Regions from separate parts of the Mus musculus genome. Here all the other regions are linked to region 4. The links are chromatin contacts, called in public promoter capture Hi-C maps. All regions are on one chromosome and are shown on one strand. The core of a region is the stretch at or near the end of the contact, and the rest is flanking DNA. Distances in the headings are between cores, read along the strand shown.

The links. Promoter capture Hi-C pulls out the DNA fragments that hold promoters and counts their contacts.
Region 1: a promoter capture Hi-C map of liver shows a contact between it and region 4, with 3 times the contacts expected there. The contact joins the promoter of Stard10 here to the promoter of Neu3 in region 4. A contact is called at or near these places in 4 of 39 promoter capture datasets (erythroid cells, liver and stem cell-derived epiblast-like cells).
Region 2: a promoter capture Hi-C map of erythroid cells shows a contact between it and region 4, with 7 times the contacts expected there. The contact joins the promoter of Acer3 here to the promoter of Neu3 in region 4. A contact is called at or near these places in 2 of 39 promoter capture datasets (erythroid cells and liver).
Region 3: a contact with region 4 is called in a promoter capture Hi-C map of liver, with 2.8 times the contacts expected there. The contact joins the promoter of Arhgef17 here to the promoter of Neu3 in region 4.

What each region holds. Positions count from the first base shown.
Region 1 is chr7:101,319,739-101,322,616 of GRCm38.p6, forward strand. It overlaps Stard10 (START domain containing 10), which reads left to right and starts at 1,375. Exons shown (of 7, transcript NM_019990.5): 1 at 1,375-1,614; 2 at 1,976-2,295. The coding sequence starts at 2,089.
Region 2 is chr7:98,308,028-98,311,044 of GRCm38.p6, forward strand. It overlaps Acer3 (alkaline ceramidase 3), which reads right to left and starts at 1,515. Exons shown (of 11, transcript NM_025408.3): 1 at 1,321-1,515. The coding sequence starts at 1,423.
Region 3 is chr7:100,930,786-100,933,485 of GRCm38.p6, forward strand. Arhgef17 (Rho guanine nucleotide exchange factor (GEF) 17) reads right to left here and starts at 1,376. Exons shown (of 21, transcript NM_001081116.1): 1 at 1-1,376. The coding sequence starts at 954.
Region 4 is chr7:99,826,978-99,829,980 of GRCm38.p6, forward strand. Neu3 (neuraminidase 3) reads right to left here and starts at 1,440. Exons shown (of 3, transcript NM_016720.2): 1 at 1,181-1,440.

The sequences.
Region 1 (2,878 bases), core at 125-2,624, 1.5 Mb after region 4:
TCTTACTTTGTTGCCTGTGCTGGTTTTGAACGGAATATGCAGCCCAGGGAAAGCCTTAAACTTTGGGTCTTCCTCCCCAGTCTCCTGAGTAGCTGGGATTATAGGTCTGTGCTACCACATCCAGTTTCCTGCTTATTTTAAAAGTGGGCATGATTTACAAAGATCTCAGAGCCCTGAGCACTTCAGGGAAAAAAAAAAAAAAGCACATCTATTTGTGAACCTACAGTGCTGAGTCTGCGGTTTTCTTTTAACACCTGTAAGAAAAGAAATCTACATGGTGGAGATAAGAGGTGACTTCTGAGGGACCAGGGGGAGAATGCAGAGGGCACAGAAGGAGCCTGGGTGGCAGAGGCTTGGTACTCTGGCACTGGTGGGAATAGCCATTAGCAGACTCTGGTACTACTAGGTCAGTGGTAGTCACTTATTGCTCCTAATATCCAGAGGAGCACACCAAAGGCTTTCCCTGCTCGTCTCTGGCCCAGACAGTGACAAGACTGCCATGCTCATACTGGCCTGGCCCTAGCTTTCACTGGGTAGATGGGACAGGGCTCCCAGAATGGAAGAGTAGGCAGAAGAGTTAGTGGACAGAATTTACATCAGGCTACAGAGTAGAGCTCTGGTCCACTCTATTCTACAGAGGGGTGGAGGGGGCCTGTGCTCCAGTGTTCTGCAGCCCTGTGCTTTTGAGAACTGGTCTTCGCCTAGGGGAGGTGTGGGTAAATGGCTGAGAGCTAAAGAGGGGTGGGTTTGGAAGCTGCCAAATAGGGATGTAAGAGGTTGCTGGCTCAGGACCTCTCTCTGGCCAGAGTGAGGCTGAAGTGGAAATTTTGCCAAATTCTGGCCAGCCTTTGAACCTTGAGCCTTTAAAGTCGGATCAACTTCCGGCTGGGTTTGCACACCCTACTGGAAAATTGAGTTGGGTGTGTGGAGGAGGCTTGTTATGCTCTTGGTTCTTGGGGCTTGCAGGCTGTCGCCATTTCTAATTTAGTTACTGAGGGGCTGTCATCCCTATTCCTGCTAGTTAGTCTTTCAATTGTCATGAGGGTGTGTGCCCACCCTTGAATCTCTGAAGTGTTGTGTGTGTGAATAAGCTGTTGCAGAAGCGTGTACCTGCAAGGGTGGGAGCGAAGAGTAGAGAAGAGGCTCTCAGTTAACTTCCAGAATCTCTCTTGGCACCTCAACCTTACTCTGAGAGCCCAGGCTACTTTGTTACTTCGCTATGTGGTTCCTGCTCACAGGTCCCCGGTCCTCTGATAGTCTACATCTCTCCCCGGACTTTGCCCCTTCCCCGGGGCTTACGGGGGCGGGCGCTAGGACCCGGCGGGGCGGGGCGGGGCGGGGCTCGGTGCTCCCGCAGTTCTTACCTCCGCAGCCTGGAAAATACCGAGCGAGGCGAGCGGAGCCCGGGAGCCCCGAGCCTAGCGGGAGGGAGGAGGGCGGAGGGGGCGCGCGGGGCGGGGGGCGCGGAGCGGGGCGGGGCCGGCGGCGGGACCCACTGCTCCTCCCCCCAGGGTCCCCGCGCGGCCCCCGGTCGCCCGGGCAGCGGAGGCAGCGGCGGCGGCGGAAGAGCTCGCACACCGGCCCCGGCGGGCCCCGGCAGAGAAGCCCGCACAGGTGAGACTCCGCCACCACACCCGCCCCCACCACGGCCCCGCGCGGCTTGCTGCTGAGTTAGTTGTGCGAGTCCGGCCAGCACCGCGCGAGGACTCCGTGCCAGACCCGCACTTGCGATCCCCCAGAGTCCCGCCCGGCTCTCGCGGGCTCCTGCACCCGCTACGCAGCAATCCTACTGCCGCTCCAGGGAAGTATGAGGTCGCTCCTTGTGGGAGGGTGGCCCAAGTGACTGTCCTGTGCCGGTGCACAACCGCCTGGGGCCAGTACCTGCCCTTTTCAAGCTGTCCGCTGGTCCGGGACCCCGGCTAGCCCCACCCGCGCCCCCAGCGCACTGACTCTGGTCCCCAAACCGGTCTTGCAGGTCCCAGGAAGGTGGCGTCAGCATCTGCAGCCGCGTCGACGTTGTCTGAGCCTCCGCGGAGGACCCAGGAGAGTCGGACTAGGACCAGGGCCCCGGGCCTCCCCACGCTCCCTATGGAAAAGCCAGCTGCCTCAACAGAACCCCAAGGGTCTCGGCCCGCCTTGGGCCGTGAAAGTGTCCAGGTGCCCGATGACCAGGACTTCCGCAGTTTCCGGTCAGAGTGTGAGGCCGAGGTGGGCTGGAACCTGACCTACAGCAAGGCCGGCGTGTCTGTGTGGGTGCAGGCTGTGGAGATGGATCGAACTCTGCACAAGATCAAGGTAGGATTGCCCTGTGGTACCTGCAGCCTCCACTCCTCCCGAACTGTCTCTCACAGGAATCTCCTCGCCCATACTCAGACCAGGGACCCATAGAGGGGTGCATGTGAGCTCAGAGTCTCCTAATATAAACCAGAGGACACACATGGGCCATATGACCCGGGTTCTAACCTAGGCATGCCTGTGTGTTTGGGAGATGGGTGATGGCCAGGTACACTTAGGGGAATAGTGTCTCTCAAAGGTCTGTCTTTCAGAGTAGCTTCTGCTTGGACCCTTAGTTTGACCCACTAGGTAGGTGAACGGCCCACTTCCTCCTTCACCCGGGGTTCTCTAGCCCGCGATGGGTCTTCTGCTCTACTTTCTGCACTCTTGGGTGCAGAGGATGAGATTCCTTCCTTCTCAATTCCTCTAGTCCTCTCTGTCCCTGCCCAGTGGCTCTATCAGGCTCTGAGCCTGCAGCAGGCCTTTAGGACTGTGGCTGGCAGCTCCTGACTGCTGTCTTGCCCTGAGCCACCCTGGGGGTGCACTAGAGGAGGCAGGGTCTTAGTGTCAAGGGAAACCAGCTCAGAAGGCAGATACGTACTCA
Region 2 (3,017 bases), core at 265-2,764, 1.5 Mb before region 4:
CATGATTTTAAGTCTCCCTGGCGGTCATGAGCCTCTGGTATTCTTGCCAAAACTGTCTAAAAACTAACAGGCAAAGTGCTTCCTTTGCCAATGTTTGGGTTGCCAAGTAATTACCCTATAAATGATCCCCTTTGCCCATTTTCTCCTTTACTGTATAAAAACTATTTATTTAAACTAGTGGTTCTGACACTCAGCCTAAATCATGGCCTCAAGGGCATGGGACTAACGTCCTGAAAAACTACAAGACTTTCTCATCTGGCCTGAAACTCGTCCTCCAAAAGAACTTAAGTACAGAACGTTAGCTAAGAGTTTTGCCTCACGGCCTAATAAAGTGGATCCATTCAAAAGAAGGCAGTAGCAACCAAAGACTATTCTCTGTTCCTTGCCAGAAACCAAAAAAGGACGTGTTCTCAAAAGCTAACCAAAGCGGATGGAAGAAGTGGCTGATTTCTTTCTTGCCTGGTTGGAATAATTATGTAGAAAACACAAACACACACACACACAAACACACACACCCCGAGAAAACCCTAATCTGGCTAGTAATGCTGGTCTCCAGGAGCAGCAAATCGTGAACTCTAAAAGTGCTTTCATAGAAATAAGTGTCCTCAGATGACCACTAGCCCCTAGAAAGTCTGATAAGCTAGATGCAGTGGGGAAGCAGGGAGAGGTAGTCTCTTGGGAGAGCAGCTGAGGAAAGTAGTGACTAGGTGCTCTGGCTACCACCTCTGGGACAAGAGGAACAGTGATCTCTAGAAGAAGGCAGCGGGTAGGGATGGCAATAGGAGTGAGAATGGGGGTGGAGGCTCCGGCATTGAGAAACGGTAACTGTCTCCTGGAAGTGAGTGGTCTACCGAGAACGGACAGATGAAGGGAAGGCCCCTGAAGAGTATTCCCGGATTGAGGGTGGATGAAGCCAGTGAGCGTCCCCTTCTCTGTGCCCGGCTGGCTGAGGCCGGGTAGCAGCATTCGGGCCCTCCCGGCAGAGACCTCCTCAGCCCCGAGCGACTTCAGGGCGGGCAGTGGCCGGCCTGGCAGCGGCCGCGCTCAGGTAAGAACTCCTATTCCCAGCGGCGCGCCTCACGCTCTCATCCGAGGTCCGGGCGCGGCTCGTACGTCCCTTTCGTCCCCAACCTGAAGGCCCCCAGAAGCCAGTCCAGGCACCACTGGCGGCCACGTCGGCTCCCCGGCTTCCCACGGCCGCGCACGCCTAGCTGCCGCTCGCGGGCCCGGCCTGGAGCCTACCCTCGCCGCCAGGTTCGCCCTCCGCGTTCTCCCACACGTCTCCCCTCGGCGCGCGCCCTCGCCTCAGGCTCCACTCACAGAACTCAGCGACGAACAAGGTCACCACATAGTTCTCCTCACACCAGTCCAATGTGGAGGTCGTGGGGCCCCAATAGCCTTTGCGGTCCACAGCCGGAGCCATCGCGCTGACGCCCCACACACCCTGCTCAGCCGCTCTCGGGCCGGCTCAGGCAAAGCGCGCTCTCCGGCTTCCTCCTCCCTTACCCAAAGGGCAGGGGCGGGGCTAGAGCCGTCACTGAACCTGCCCAGAGGCAGGCCCCGCCCACCGAGCCTCTGGCCCGTCCCGCTCCCTGCCCAGTCCCACCCACCGCTCCCGGGGCAGGCGCAAATGACCCATCCTGATCGTGCGGGGCTGATCTGTAGCTCTTGGACCCTGGGTGGGAATCCGGAGAAGTGGGAGAGGTTGTTATCAGCCAGAGGAGTTAGGGAAAGGGGCGGGGGGAACCCGGCCGACCCCGACGTGAGGGTGAAGTAAGTTGGGAGGCTTCCAGGACCCACTTTTCCGTCAGGATGGGACCAAGCCTCTATTAGTGTGAGGGCAGTCTGTTTTAATTGGGGCAAGAATGAGAAGAAACCTTTCTCTGTCAAGATTAAACTTGCACAATGAGACACCTCAGTGTCTAACTCAGACCACGGACCTCCAACGAGGGAGGAGACTAGTAACAACACCCCCAGGCAGCTCCAGAGATACCCAGGAAGTCATTCTGAGTGAAAGGGACAAGTCAGAATGTACAGAACAAAAACCAGGTATTAGGATCCTTTAAAAGTATACACTGAGGGGCTCCGCTGTTAGGACCGTTGACTGGACTTCCAGAGGTCCTGAGTTCAATTTCCAGCAACCATATGGTGTCTCACAACCATCTGTAATAAGAACCAATGCCCTCTTCTGGTGTGTCTGAAGGCAGCTACAGTGTACCCACATACAACAAATAAATAAATAAATAAATAAATAAGCAAACAAACAAACAAATCTTTTCTTAAAAAAAAAAAAAAACGTGTACACTGAGTAAAGTACTAAAAAGTCTGTGGCTTCCCTTTAGGCCATGCACAGCATTTTCTGCCTCTTTAGTGAGCTTTTCTCCCTTGTCACCTCCACACTGGGCTATTAAAGTCCGTGAGATGGCTCAACGGGTTTGGCTAAAGGCACTTACCATGCAAGCCTGGCAGGCTGAACCTGATCTCAAGAACCCATGTAAAATACAAGGAGAGAACCGACTTCATAAAGTTGCCCCCAGACCTCCGTACAGGCAACATAGCACACGTGTCTACACACACACACACACTGGGGGGGGGGCATAATAATAATAATAATAATAATAATAAGAAGAAGAAGAAGAAGAAGAAGAAGAAGAAGAAGTAAAAACTTAAAAAATAATGGATACATCCTGCTGCCTTTTGTGTTCAGCTCCATCAAACTTTCCCCCTGCTATGAAGATGCCGACTCTCCCACTTTTGTTTAAAATTTTGCTCCTTGAAGACCTCCCTGGCTTTCACACCTGAGAGCCTTTTGTCCTTCCTTCGTATCCCACACTCATGACACCATGAATAGAGACACTTCCCATACTTTGTGAGCCAGCCTGCAAGATTCTGCCTGGCCACACTGTGCAGAACAGGGATATACAATTGTTATTTTCTAAATGAGTCTGGTGAGCTGCAACCAAAGGGGAGGGGGCCAGAGATGTGCATCATTATTCACAATTGGATGTCATTCAAAT
Region 3 (2,700 bases), core at 126-2,625, 1.1 Mb after region 4:
TGATCCCAAGCCTCCCGGATTTAGCTCGTCACTGTCCTGGCTGCAGCCGTGAACCAACTGAGAGCGTCCAGGCCGGAGACCTCTCCCTCTCCAGCGACGGCCATCCTCACCATTTGGGTCCTCGTCACTGCCCGAAGAGTGGCCGCCGAGGTAGGCCGGACTCTGAGGCCCAAGCTGCGACTGCGGTCCCTCCTCTTCCTCCTCGCTGGAACTAGCAGCCCGGCTGCGGCTGACAGGATAGGAGGAGGCAATGGAGGAGGAGGAGGAGGCCCGGGCCCCGGCCTGCGGTTGGGAGAAGCTATGCCAAGAATGTAAACCATCCGCCGGACGCTGCGCCCGCTCCTGTTGCTGGTGCTGCCGACGTCGCCTCCCCTCGATCCCGGGCCCGGACAGCGGCCGCGCAGAACGCAGGCCAGCCAGAGGAAAGCACGTTCGAGGAGGTGGCGTCGGAGGTTGCCGGGGATCGCGAGTTGGGGGCTCCCACGAAACTCTGTCGGGGCTGGTCGACCCCAGGGCCTCAGAGTCCATACTGGGTCGTCTGGAGCTCGGACCGCCGAAGAGTTTGCGCATCTCTGTGACGCTGGGCCAGGCCCCACGTTCAGAGCCTTCCGCAGCTTCTTCTGTGGTGCCGGAGGAGCAGCCCCCGTCCCGGGTACCAGTGGAGTCGTCGTCCAGACCCGCCGCGTCGAAGCGCCGGGAGAGCTGGCGCACCGATGGCGAGAGGCTGCGGAGCGGGCGCGGCTGCGCGGGGGCGGCCGGGGGCCCCGACGCCAGCTTGGACACGCGCCGGGAGGGCTGGCCCGGGACTGCCGCGGCTGGCCGGCACGAAGCTCGGCGCCGCAACCCAGGGGTGTCCGCGTCCTCCTCCCTCGGCCCCGGTCCGCCGCTCCAGCGCTCCAGCAGTTTAAACGAGACGCTGCGATAAAGTGGGGGTCGAGGTGACCCGTCCGCCATGGTTGGTGCTAGTCACTCCGGGGGGGCTGGCCTCGGGACGCCGCGGCCAACCCCCCCTGCACTCCCACTCCGAGGGCGCGCAGTGGCCACGGTCCGAGAGCCTGGGTCCTGCACCCGCAGCGTGCGGCGGCTGTGGAGGAGGGTGCGGAGACGTGAGCAGAGGTTTATCAGTCGAAGATCAAGTTTCCGCGGCTACAAAAGGCAGGAGTTCCATCCTGGGCGGCCCCTCTCGCCCCTGCGGCGACCCCAGGCCCAGCCTTAGCCTCTGCGGGAGAGGCCAGGGACATCGCGGTCCTGCCGGTGAGGGGCCTAAGGCTCGGTTCCTGCACTCAAAGTCCGCCTGCCAAGCCCGGCGGCCCGCCTGCCTCCCCTCGAGCTCCCGCTCCAGCTCCCTTTCCCTCCCTCTAAGCAGCTAGCTCTCTGCTCCCTTTTGTTGCAAATAAACTTTGAGGCAGAGGAAAGGGGGCGGGGGGCGGGGCCTGGCGCCCAAAAGAGGGGGTGGGCTCCGGGAGCGCGCGAGGCTGGGAACACTGTGGGGGGAGGGAATCGGGGAGGAGCCGAAGGAGAAACAGGATGCTAGGACTTTTGTAGACCAAAACGACCCTCTAGGGGAGTCGGCTGCGAAAGCCGCGGGCTGATCCTCCCTGGGGACTCCTTCAGATACCCACAGGAGCTGAGAGTGGACAGCTCTGCATAAAGTAGTCCCCGCTTTCACGCGGGAACCTCTGCCGCAGGGGCTCCAACATGGCAACCCAAGACCCAAAAACTCAGGTACACACCGAAACTCAGGTACACGCAGAAACTCTCCTGGCCGGAAAAGAGGTGGGGCCCAGGGAGACGTAGGTGGGGCAGGCCCACCGGAGCGCTTGTGGTTCCCCACCTTGCTCAGACCACGCCCCGTACTCATCCTTCAGTGGCGAATCCCGCCGCACCACGCCCATGTCCCGCCCCTCACTCTCCCAAACGCTCCACCTATCTCCCACCTCCCTCTGGTTTGTCCCTCGCTGACTGTCCCTTAACCCACCCAATGCTGCTTTAGCAGTCCCACCACTCAGGACTATTACACACAACTTCCCCCGCCATTTTTCCAGTTGCCACGCCCCCTGCCCTCTAAGGCCTGGCGTCCTCTAATCTCTAAGACTCCGCTCCCCACGTCTTTCTGCGGTCGGGGTACGTTGCTCTTGCGCCCTCTGCGGGCAAGATTCTCCGCTTTCTCCAAACTCCGTAGAGATAAAACTTCATCTTCCCACAACCAACCATAGAAGGGTTAGGAAGGTTTCACTTGCTTACAGGCGTTTCCTGCCCCCTTTGGCAAGCACTCTGCCCTTTCTTTGGCCTCCTGCACAAAAGGTGTTTGCACGGGAACGCCCTCAACTTCCCTCCGCCAAACCTATACTCCTACCTGTGGGTGCTCCACCCTCCAGACCAGGAAGGTGTCTCTCCCGCTGCAACAATGATCTACCCTAGACCTCCCCTCCCGCTCCTGCTGCAGTCTAGCAAGTCTAAAATTGTTCTGGTTACTGGGATGTCAACTTCGCACCTCTGTTAGGTCCCTTTTTGCCCAGAGGCTTTAAATGTAGGACTCCACACCTAAATGAATGAAAATATATGGACTGCCTAGGACGTACGGGTAACATTTTAAGTATTTTATTTAATCCTTAGGCCACCCTTGGGGATAGATGTTATTAGAGAAGTCACAATAGCCATTGCAGAAGTCAGAGGGAAAGGATAGCTCTAGGTGTGGCT
Region 4 (3,003 bases), core at 190-2,689:
ATTCATTAGACTACACTTTGTTATTATCTTGGAATACAAACTTACAAACATTTACAGTGAAACAGCATATTACCTTAGCTGGCAGCAGCCTCACACAATCCATGCTTTCAGAATCTCTTGACACCATTTTTTCTTGTGTTTGACTTCATTTCATGTTTCACTCATCATGGCTCCAGCCGCAATAGGCATATATATGGAATATATATATATATATATATATATATATATATATATATATATATATTCTCCATACAGCCTAGCTGAGCCATACGATGTGCATACACACTGATGAAGTTCTCACAATGAAACCACATCATTGTTGTGTTCTCAGTACCAAGCCCCATCATTAAGCACTGCATTATTCTATCAATTACAACCTCCTCTTAGCACCTGGGCTGGTCTTGAACTTGTGATTCTCATGCCCCAGCCTCCTGAGTGCTTGGATTAACAGGAGCCAGGCCCCATGACTGGCTCTCATTTGTTAAAGGTTAGTAATGTGTACTTATCAGGACCATTCAAAAATGCTTTATAAACGTTAAGGCACTATACAAATTGATGTCTTTAATTATTGTGAATGCTGACCTTTTTACAATTCAGTTTTGGTTCTGCCATCACCTCAACAATTAAATTGTCATTAATTTTCACTATGATTATTCTAATAATAATGATGACAGTGGTAACACAGTGGCCTGGTCACACCTAAAGGATTCACCCAAACTATGTGCTCAGAACTAGGGGCTGAGAAGAATCTAGTACAGGTCTGCTTTGGAGTTGTTTGCTTTAGCAGATAATTCTGATTATTAATTACTGTTCCATACTCTCTCACCTTCCAACCAAGTCCTCTCTATTCTCTTTCTTGGGGAGAGTACAGTTTAGCACGACTTCTGAAGTCAGCCTTGTTTGAAGAGGAAAACTTAGGGGAGACCACTCAGTTGCAAATCTAGTATCAAAAACATTCCACCTTGGAACCTTTTTGGTCGCCCACAACTCCTCTATAGTAAGAAGACTTCACAGTCTCGGTTTGTTCCCACAGTTCTAAACTACAGCTGAAGTTTGGCTTTAGATGGAAGAAAGCAAAAGTAGAATGGTCCTAGCTGATTCTGGCTGACTCAGTCTTCCTTCCTGATGCAGGTCCCCACAGTCCCCGGCCGAATTCCGGGTGACTCTCACCCCAGCTCACCGGCTCCGGAGGCTCTCTGGGCTCTCCCGTGGAGTCTCGGAAGAAGGCCTGAAGCTGAGCTGGGGCGATGGAGACTGGATAACAGCGACAGAAACCACAGACGCTGAAACGAACCCAGTGACCGCTGCGCAAGAACTGGCAGTAATGAGACAAATATCCCAGGAGCAGAAGGAATGCGCTGGGGAGCAGGCGCCAGAGGACTGAGAGCAGCGTCTGGGTGTCAACCTCCCCGGCCAGGCCACGCCCCTTCACCGCGCAGTGCCCGCCCTGCTTGCTTCTCCACGCCCTTAACGATTGGTCTGTGGAAGGTATCACCGCCTAAAACTTCCCTAGACAGTCTAATTGTCGAACAAAGGTTCCGAGGCTCAGAGGGGACTCCTAAAAAGATAAAAGGTGGAAGGGGGTGTTTTCACACAAAGCACTGGACATTCTCCTTGCAAAAGGTTCCAAAATGTATATATTTATCAGGGCCTGGTGGTGCGGGGCTGTGGACTTTGCTAGTGTGGTAGAGACTGTTAAATTTCATCTGTCTGGACTACAAAATGAGTTTAAGGCCACCCTGAACAATTGCCCTTCTCGCAAGATTTTTAAAAAAAAGTATAAACAGAGCCGAGAAACCAGTTAGGTGGCAGAGCACTCGCCTAGCAGGTGCAACGTCCTAGGTTCACTCTCCTGTACCTTCGATAACTTATTGTATATTGTCTACACACATTTACATACATGTATCTGTCACCAAGTACTGAATCCATTCTCTTGTTTCACAATCACACGCAAGGACCATCCCATTCTTCCCCACCTACCAAAATCAAAAGAGGAAAAGGCCCCTCTTGACACACTGCAGCATCTAAGAGATCAGCCAGGGGTGGGGACAAAGAAAGCTAAAAATGACTGTTAAAAAAAAACAACAACAACACAAACAAACAAACAAACAAAAAAACAAACCGAAACAAACAAACAAACAAAACCCATCAGGTCAACAAGGCTACCAGAGGAGACTAAAAAGAAAATGAAAAAGTCACGACCAAAACAAAAACCCAAACAAACAAACATAAAAACCAAGATGTGGAGTACATTGGTATCAAAATTCACAGTGGTTCCTTATGTACCAGGTTAACATAATGAACTAGGACATTTAGCATAGTGGCATTACCCTGTGGGGAGTGACTTGTATTTGACTTATAATAGTAAGATGTATGATAGCACCCTTCACCTTATAATATAAGAAATCACACCCCCAAGTGTGGGTCTAACCACAGTAAGATAGAAAGCAGCACAGCAGGGCCGATTCGGCCGGACCCCATTCCTCCTCTGCCTGTGAGGATGCCAGGGGGCAGGGCCCTGTCCACCAAGGAGCAAAGTGACTTCCTTTTATTTCATCCCAGTCATGTTAGGAGTTTCTCTCCCAAATGGCTGCCTCCTCTAGTTCCAGTGTAAGAATATGGGGTCTTCTTTCTTTGAAGTGAACTTGATACTCAGAAGTAGAACTCACATGGAGAGAAACAATTGAAACTCATTTTTTTTGTTGGAACCAAGTAAAACATAAAGGAATTTGTCAAAAGATGAAGGGAAAGATGGAATATTAACTTAAAGGATGGAAAAACATTGACTCCTACTGAGTTTGAATCCCTGAGCCTGAGCAAATACCATGGGTACGGCAGTGAACGCTCTAAGGGATGGGCTTTCCTAAGACACAAGATCATAACAGGATGGGATTTTCCTTCATTCCTTTTTAAATAATGAGAGATTAGCCTGACAACACTGAAATAAAATAAAGTAGTTTCCTGCTAAAAGTAACTAGGACTTCAAAGAAAAACAGCTGATTT